Regions from separate parts of the Zea mays genome. Here region 1 is linked to region 2. Evidence: chromatin contacts called from public Hi-C data. All regions are on one chromosome and are shown on one strand. Each heading gives the region's core, a stretch centred on a gene start, on an enhancer-like site or on the middle of the called end of the contact. The rest is flanking DNA. Distances are from core to core; before and after follow the strand shown. Region 1 holds the start of LOC103164604. Region 2 has its middle 8.2 kb from the start of LOC103641620.

Region 1 (4,751 bases), core at 3-2,502, 140 kb before region 2:
TAAAGTAATAAGAATGATTCTGCTATCTGACAGACTGACACCAGGAGGAAATATAAAATTCATATTCAAATTATCATCATACACATAGAAAACACAGCCAACCTACCTAGGAGCATATTGTCTAACTATACAGGACGCTAAACATCTAGAATTGTATATCCACATTATTAGTATACAATAATGGTAATGAATATAGTACTGCTGTAAATGTCATAGGAGGGGTTAAAGCTCATAAAAATGCAAAACAAGACAGCTGGAAATCATTACCGAATCATCATAACTCAAGGCATAACAGGGGCCCTGTTCATCAGCACTGTTGTAACCTTCCCCATCAACAAGTGACCTAGGTGAAGAAGGCCGAGAACCTGAAGCAGATGTCCGGGCTGCCACTAGTGGCCAAGCTACTGGCCTTCTTGAAGATCCAATCCGCACACTATTCGAACTTCCAGGCCCCATTCTCCGCAAGCCATTATTCCCCAACAATGGTTTTGGAGGTGGAGCTGGCGGTGGTGGTGGGTGCGATGCTGCACCTGCCATCTGTGATGAACCAGTGACTGACAGCACAGAATTTTCATGCTCAATCTGATCAGGGATCTGGATCCCTACAGGTTCCTCTACTAAGAAAGTGGGGTTGATTACATTAGAGTCATCCTTAAGAGGCTTCTCCCTGGCAGCCCTCTCCTCTGCGGAGCTTGAGCTCTCTGAAATGGTGTCATCCGTCCTCAAAGGCTTATTGCTGATATTCTCGCTGCCCTCATTTAAATTATCAGTTGTATCATCTATGGCCAATAGCTCCGGCAGCTGTGGTTGAGGTTGCAGCGGCAACTCCTCCTCCCGGGCAGCTGCTGCCGGCTGCACTGGCTGCGTGTCCGAGCGGCCGGAGCTGGACGAGGAGCCGGCGGTCCCGCGCTGCACGAAGATCCTCGTCATCTCCCGCCAGGGTCGTCCTCAGCGTCGAGCATGGGAGTTTGAGCTGAAACCCCAATCTTCCTAGAAAATTAACTACACCCGCAACTTAGTTTTCCAATCCCTCGCGTCAACTGAGATCGATCGACCTCGCGGGCTTTGTCGAAGTTGGAAATCCCATCTGACCAAATTAGGGTTCCTTACCAACGAAGGGAATTCCGAGCCCGGGTCGATCTCCACTCCAACGCCAATCCGATAGCTGTGGAGAAGGGGAGGGACCGAGGGAGAAGAAGGACGGACGTGCCAGAGATGGCTGCGAGGTGAGAGCTCCTTCTGGGAGCCTTCCGTGCTTCGAGGATGGGAGAAGGCTGGTGGCGGGTTCGGCGGCGCTGGCAAAGGAGAGGACGATGGTGTGTGTGTGATGCTTTGAGGTCTAGCTAGGCGTCATGCAGTAGGGCCGACCTGGGCCGTGTTCAGCCTCAACCCCACCAATATTTTTTAGTCTCAAATTTTAGGTTCTGTTTATTTCACCAAATATAATATAAAAGATAATAGTAATAATTCAGACTCGAATATCGATAGTAACAAGTTTGAATAAGCTGGTATCCATTTCTAGTGTGGTATAGATAGGGATGGCAACGGGGAATTCCCCGTCGGGTTTTAGCTCCCCAAACCCGTCCCCGCGACGAAAAAATTTCCTCGCGGGGATCCCCACGAATGCTTGCGGGAGACATTTCTTCCCCATCCCCGTTCCCCGCGGGGATAAATCCCCGTCGAGGATCCCCATCCCCGCTTAAATTATAATTAAACTGTACTTTATTGTTATTAATGTAAAACATTATCACTTATACACATTGTTAGATGTAAAAATCATTTTGTGCACATTAAAATCAATGTATTTGTACAACGGATAATCTCTTGACAAGGTAATTCTTTATTTTTTATCATTAACTATTACATGAAATCATTGTCACATGTACGTTTAACGGGTCCCCGCGGGGAACGGGGATGGGGAATGCTTCTCCATCCCCGTCCCCGTTTACCCGTCGGGGGAGAATTTTCCCCCGTTTACATCCCCGTGGGGGAAGAAACGTCCCCATCCCCATCCCCTAATAGAGGAATTCCCCGCGGGGAATCGGGGATCGGGTCCCCATTGCCATCTCTAGGTATAGATTACGGTTGAACTTAAACAAATATAATTTAACGTTATGAGTTATACATTACATTACCAATGTGTGAACCAAACGACACCTTAAAGATTAGAGCAACAAGAGATTAGTAAGGCCCCGTTTGGTTACATGGGCTAATTTTTAGTCCCTTCAATTTAGTCTCTTTTAGTCTCTAATTTACCAAACACAAGAACTAAACTAGGTGAGTGCTCGTGCGTTGCAACGGGGACATATAATACCACGGTAACTTATATACAAAATGTGTGTTATATTGTTATGAGAAAATGTTTCATAATTCATTTGTGATCCTGGTCATACATAAATTTTGTTATTTTAATCTATTTGTTTCATCACTACATTGCAACCATCAGTATCATACAGACTTCGATATATGCCACGATTTCCATGGTCTCATCATTGGAGAGCACGCCCCAAGCCTGCCGGAAAAAGTTCCCTCGTACATCGTTAGTCATCAAGCACGCACCACCATACGCGCTTGCTCAAACAAAAAAACAATTGTTTGTGTTTGCGAAGAGAATTCAAGGCAGGCCAGCATAAAAAGTTACCCCGACGGTGGGAGGATGACCAACTGATCATTGCTGTCGGTCCTCCTCTGCGTCACCTCCGGCGCCGATATGACGCCACAATCCATGATATAGTAGTCGTCGAACGCGCGTGACATGGCGAGTACCGATGACTCTTGGCTGGGCTGTCAGACGAAGTGCACCTCGGGCTCATTAGCAATGTAGTACACCTGGCCGTTACACCACCGGATGCGCTACTCCTCTACATACATCATGTTCGAGGACACTCACACAACGTTAGCAAAGACCGTCGTCCGAGCGTACAAGAATTCATGGCCAGTCAGTAGCGACTTACATGGCAGGTTGGACTTCAGATGGACGATGAACTGGACGGCGTTATGACGCTGTCGTTGGATGTGGTGCCCAGAACAACCCGAGAGTCGCCAACGTTGGCAACGACCATGAGGTCCCCCTGCTTGACGATGGACAACGTGGTGCAGCCGCTCTGGACCGCGTCCAAGCGGCGGCTGCGTCGGAGCTTGTCATACACAGCGGCTCATGCGGCCACGTAGGACTGCTTCTAGAGGTCGAACTGGCAGCCGTCAAACTTTTTCTCGTCGTCGATGAGTGATGCCAACGTGAGCGCCTCCTGCTAGTGGTGTTTGTTTGGGGTTTCCAAGCAAGAAACATGGATTCATCCTTGGCGTTGGTTTATGAAAATAACTCACAAGTCAGATCCATGGAAAAATATTATGGAGAATAAATGACACGCATGCAAAAAAAGAATTTAAGTTGAAAACATTATTCAAACAAAAGAAATTGCATGCAAGACTCTTCTTTAAATACTACTCATTCCATCCAAAAATATAATTCAAGAATCTCGGTGATACTTATCTACTACTATGCATTGTGCAAGGGTAGTAGGGTAGGCTTGGAGAGAGATGTAGTAGATGTTTTTACTGTCATAGATGAAGACATAAACAAACATGTGGTGTAGCGATAGCTACTGCTTGCATTTGCCTAAGAGGTCGCGGGTTCCAATCCCCTTGGGGTCATTTGTATTTTTTTAATTTTAGTTGTGTGTGGGAATGAGAATGAGAATGGGCTTTGGGGAGGGGGAAATGAGAAAGGCAGAACAGGGAATGGGAATGAAAGAACATAGGAATGTGCTGTGTGGGGAGGAGGGAATGAGAAAGACAGAACATGGAACAGGAATGGCAGAACCGGGAATAGTGGCAGAACACGGAATGGCAGACTAATTTTGCAGCCTTAATAAGTAGTAGAGATAATTAACAAGTGATCAGTTTGGTACAGAACAAGCCTGCTGGAAACATGGCTCGTTCCTTGATTTATATACCAAAACAAATGATATAATATCTTCATACAAAAGCTAAAGATAAAGAGCAATAGCGGACGACTATGCATACTGACTGACAATTGGTTTGATTATGACAGACAGGGAGAAAAGTGAAGCAAAAAAATCGTAAAGGAGATAAGAATAAAACAAAACTCATATTCTTCTCTGTATGTATGCTGCGTGTGGGACCATATCTTGAACTAAACAATGCCATTATCCATCCTGTGAAGTATGTCTGTATGAAAGACCCAACCCTTTTAACTTGACTATCCACCTTTCATCTTGGCTTCAAGATCCTTGACAACATTAGTAAGAGGTCTTGCATCCAGAGCCTTAGCAAGTTTACCATCTCCATCAAACTACAGGAAAAAAACTAATGTTTATTTTATATAATAATCAGTTGAAAAGATTGGTAAGGTTACCCAGACCAAACTGGGCTTCTCTCTTAAAACTCAATCTCATCACAAACATTGTATGTATATCGGAAGCAAATAGGATGGTGAGCGCTAAATCCAATTCAAAAAGCAGGTTGATCAGTGGGGGTGAGAAAGGCAAAACCTTTTCCAGCTTTTGAGCAAGGTCCTTGAGGTCTTGTTCCGAACGACCTTTCTTATGGATGGTCTTAAGGACCATGAGCAGATGCGGCTGAAGAAACTCGGTGCAGTGCCTCTCGAGGTCACGGTCAGGGAAGGAGGAATCACAGCCGAAGGGGCACTTTATGGGCCTCATGGGGTAGATGGTGATGCAGTGGCGGTCCATGTCGCGCCTGAGCAGCCGCTTGTCGTAGCCCTGCTC
Region 2 (4,808 bases), core at 597-3,096:
ACGTTTAAGCAATTACGGGCCGGGCCGTGGGCCGAGGGCTAGGCCCATGGGCCGGCCCGGCACGGCCCGAAATTCAAACGGGTCGGGCCGACCCGAAATTCAAACAATACATGCCTTTTCGGGCTTGGGCCAGGCCGGGTCGGGCGGCCCGAATGTACACCTATACCTCCACTAAATCTACCAAACAAATTACACACAGATTAACACACCATCAATACTAACGGTTCAGATCGTTAGATAACCCTCTATTCCTTACTCAAATCCAATCGACAATATTATTTTAATCATCCCTTGTTCCTCTCCCTCCCCCACGACTCCAAATCGCACCTAGCCTCCCCCTTCCCCTCCTCTGTGTCCCTGCCACCCCTCCCCTTCACTCGCGCTACCACCATCGTCGTCAACCCCTCCCCTCGCACTGCTGCCGCCACCGTCAACTCCTCCCCTCCTCGAGATCATAGCGTCAACATGAGCTATATTTAGTTTTCTTAAAATTGATAATATCTTGGCTAGTCGACCTTCATTTCTCTCATGATAGTTGGGCATATGCTATCCGAAAGAAACACCTTCCCCTTCTGTCCCAATTTATAATTTGTTTGACTTTATGTGCCAAATTTGACCGTCTCGTTATGGAAAAATAAAAAATTTAAAGCCGTATCTAAAGTATTATATACTAAACGATATCACAGTAAAAGTTAATAATAATTATGATTTTTAGTAAGACAAACATGTCAAACTTAAGGTAAAAAAGTTAAACGAATTATAAATTAAAATGGAGGAAATATGGTTTTTTAAATAGTCCCTTGGGTATTTTATTACCGCGAGGAGATAATTGGTCACGAGGTAAAGACACATTTGTAAGGCTCATCCCACCTACTTGCTTATGTGAAGATTCTACCTTGCCACTTTGATAGTTTCTGTGAGGTGCGTTTGGATTTCTTTATTTTTAAGAAATTGGAATTGTATTTAATAGTAGGTTATTTGGTTTGAAATTTGACTTTCCACCACTTTCTAAAGTTTAGATATAAGTCTATTCTAAATTCGTAGGACTAGTGGATGGAAATTGATTTTATATATCACTAGTCCATAATTCTATTTTGTAACTTATAACATGCTCTCTGGCTCGTCCTCTATAGTAGAAATATAATACATAAATATCTATCTACATAAATATATCTCTCGTTATGACCAGCAATAGTATATAAATATATTTTATATAAAACTATATTAGATCTATGCTTAAATTATGATTATTAAAATAGAATTCAATTCCAAGCATCGAATCTGTGCCTAAAGTTTTATTTATCAGCAGCTGGACATCGATTCTTCTATAATGCCTGATGGTGATGGATAAACCGAGGTAGGTTATGATGAAGCTTGTCAGCGCTAGAAATAGGCCAGCAAGAATGCCTTTTTAAACGGTGGTACAACTGATGGCTACAACGCTTGTTAAAAGAAATGGTTGTATCACCTTTGTTTTTGCAAAAAATTGTTGAAGTGTATCTCGTCATATGGGCACTTTAGATGCATTCTTTAGGAGCACTTATACCTTACGCTCAGTAGCAAGGTGGCTACTTCCATGTAGCGGAGAATTTCATTCTTTAATCTATGTACTATGTTGTTAATGTTTGAATACATATGAACTTTATAAAAAAAAACCCGACAAAAGTGAACCGATCGTGGTGGCAGCCAAGAGGGGGAAAAACACAGTGGAACCGGTCGAAGTTACATAGGCCCACTACGGGGTCCATGTAGAAACCTACAACAAACCAAGCCCAATCTCTCTAGAAAAGGCCTGCTAAGATGAAGCCCCATTCCATATCTCCACAGGTCTACAAATACACGCACATTTCTGCATCCTCTCCTCGCGTCCCTCTTCCCAACCCTAACCTTCTCTCCCCCACTCCGCCGCCGCATTGAGCACGGGGTCGCAAACCTCGCCTCCGGTCCTCCGCACACAGGGCAGCGACTCTGCGTGCGCACCTCCCGCCTCCGGTGGGCCGTCGCGCCGCACCCCGGCGGCTGCACTGCTCGCCGTGGGCGGGTAGCGGGAGCCAGCAGCCGCTGCTGCTCCACCTAGGCGGCCGCGCCGCTATGTTAGCGCTTGTGCCCCAAGCGAAGCGTTACCCATCCGCTTAGCGCGTGCGTCTAGTGCCGCATTTTGGAACCCGGAGCGATAGTACATGCAGTATTTCAATCTTGGTTTCTTGGTCACTGACCGTAACACTTTGCTTTGTATGCATGGCCCTTAAGATCGCCTCCCTTTTGCTATGTGGGAGCGTGTCGAGTCATAGCCATGCAAAATTAACGACGAGGTCCCAGAGAGTTTTTCTCTGGAACTTCCTCCCTTCCTGTTGCAGTTCTAGGTGTCTTCATCCGGGGCATCGAGTTCCCTGTAGTGTATGACCATTATGTGGCAGCTGTTTTCTGCAGCGCTTCTGTGAGCTCATCACTCGTGCGACTCTTTGCCAAATCAAATGGAGATGTCTAAGCTTTGGAAGGGAACATGTTTTAAAAAAAAAGAATTTGTGAATTGTTTCCTCGGATAGTTCTACCATAATTTCGAATTTCCATTAGTTCAGTCAAACTGCAGTACACAGTTTTACCATTAGTCTTAATTCTACTGATTGTCAATTTTCTTTTCAACTTTGACCTTTAAGATGTCTTGCTTCCAGTGGATCAATGTTCACTAATTCTGGTTTCTGTTAAGATTGCAACCTAATTCTGGGTTGCAGCACTATAAGGCTATGACTACTGCAATTTTAGAATAGGAGGTGGGGATGAGGAAGCTAATGGAGATAAACTTAGGTCCTGTTCTGTTTTCACGGATTGGGGATTGGAGCTTAGGAATGATTCTAGCCGGATTATTTTTCTAATTTATATAAATTAAATTTTCATGAGCTGGAACGCCCGGTTCGGGCCGTGTTCATGAACTTGTAGTCTCTGCTATGATGTCAAAAGGTCTACCGTTTTGTTTTCGCTCAGGTTCTGTTCAGGTCCTTTGAATTAAAATCTATTGTATGATCATAATTTAGGAATATCGATCAATTAAGATAATATGGTAGGATGGCGTATATATTTGTATATTGTTGTTGGCAGAGATAAAACTGCATCTGAGTAGCGAGCTAAAGAGCATACTGTAAGTTGCAAATTAGAAAGAAATGTAATACAGTGATGTATATAATTAGTTTTTATCCTCTATTATATAAAAATTTAAGATATATTTATATCAGAATTTTTAAAATCATGGGATGTAAAAAAATTAAGCTTGATATTCAGTGCACTAAATATATTTTAATTCAACTGTAATGAAGGGATTTAAACGGATCATCATTTGATCTTTGAAGAGAGGACGAGGAAGGTTGGGTGGGAGAAGGGAGGTTGTGATATCATTCAAAACTAGACTGAAACCTGTGGTGAAATCTGTTGGCTTTTTTTGTACGACCATTTTAGCACTGGGGTCATGGATTTATAAGTTTTGAAGTCGTATCTCCACTCTTATTCATTTGTTTCGTACGACCATTTTAGCACTGGAGTCATGGATTTAATTCTTGAGTCATAGAGAAGTTGAAATGTTCACTAATTTAGAAATCTTATTCAAAAGGATACACAATCTGCTGAATAATAGACTCAAAACACGGTAGATCAATCTAGAATTAAAAAAAACTAAGATTCAACCCTCACTTAGTAGTATACCACTCAAAATGATCTCCCATGTTAATGACGAACACCTTTAATCATTGCACAACATAAAGTTCCCTTATTATCCTTCATTAAGTGATGAACTATGATCATCCGTAGTATATCGTGGTAATGAGTTCTAAATTTTACACTATAAAATTTAAAGATCAAATTGGATTAGGATCAAACTCTTCGTATTTATTTTTGAAACTAAAATTAATTAAGAGTCCTAACTTAAGGGATATTTGGTTTTTAGGGACTAATTAGTCCCTCCATTTTATTCTATTTTAAATGGAATAAAATAGAGAGACTAAAAATTAGTTTCTAGAAATCAAACAACCCCTTATAAATATTTAGATCGTGATCCATTACCATCTCTAAGTGTATCTAACTTTAGATCGTGATCCATTACCACCCCTAAGTGTATCTGTCGGTACCCTGGATTAGGGGTATCCCTTGCTACGGTATGAAGGCACGATGGCTGTGCGGCTACGCTTAGCCGCGCCGAGAACAGCCCTAGGAGTATCTCATGGGGCAGTTAAGGTGGCGTTCTCGGAGACAACGCCGTCAGACCCAGAAGGCACATGACCTCTGTACGCACAACCCGGACCCTCGAAGTAAAGCAGCCCGGAGCCATTGGATAAGGTTCGGACCCCACCAAGTGAGCTCCGGACCACCCATAACAAGGTCCCGGGAGAGGAAGTGTCGTGGCCTAGGCCTGGGTCCGGTATTGACGCATGTCCAGGCTCTATCCGGAGCGCCTCCGCTCCCCACTCGGTCGAGGGTCTAATGTTGCCACATGGCTTATTGTCCGTGACGTAGGCCAGCGGGCGGAGCATGACGTAAGGGCTCTGGGCCGCACGGCCTCCACATTTATTGCGGAAAGGACACGCCACCTGTCCACCCTTCTGACAGGCGATGTGCTCCCACGACATTTATTGCGTCCTGTCCATTCCGCTGGCAGGCGGCGCCAGGGCCACCCTGCAGACGGCGCACCTGTCCAGTCCGTTGCCGAAACAGTGCGCCCGTGCTGCGCGGCGCACTGTACTCATCCCTTGTACGAGAAGCTCCCCCCCGCACGCCGAGACTATACAGATCTTGGGTGTCAGGGCGCAAGAAGATCGCTCCAG

Evidence for each region. A called contact is a pair of places that touch in the nucleus more often than the background predicts.
Region 1: a contact with region 2 is called in a Hi-C map of tassel, with 2.5 times the contacts expected there. The contact joins the promoter of LOC103164604 here to the enhancer-like site in region 2. A contact is called at or near these places in 4 of 25 Hi-C or Micro-C datasets (ear, leaf and tassel).

The regions. Positions count from the first base shown.
Region 1 is chr10:117,013,331-117,018,081 of Zm-B73-REFERENCE-NAM-5.0, reverse strand. It overlaps LOC103164604, which reads right to left and starts at 1,252. Exons shown (of 8, transcript NM_001291850.1): 1 at 268-1,252. The coding sequence starts at 930. It also overlaps the pseudogene LOC103642739.
Region 2 is chr10:116,875,224-116,880,031 of Zm-B73-REFERENCE-NAM-5.0, reverse strand. No RefSeq gene overlaps it. Among protein-coding and RNA genes, the nearest start is that of LOC103641620, 8.2 kb to the left of the region's middle. Within about 2 kb of position 1,846, at least 20 of the 20 cell types and tissues checked have an H3K27ac peak or open chromatin away from gene starts, as enhancers often do. A contact at or near this core is called in ear, leaf and tassel, where this site is marked.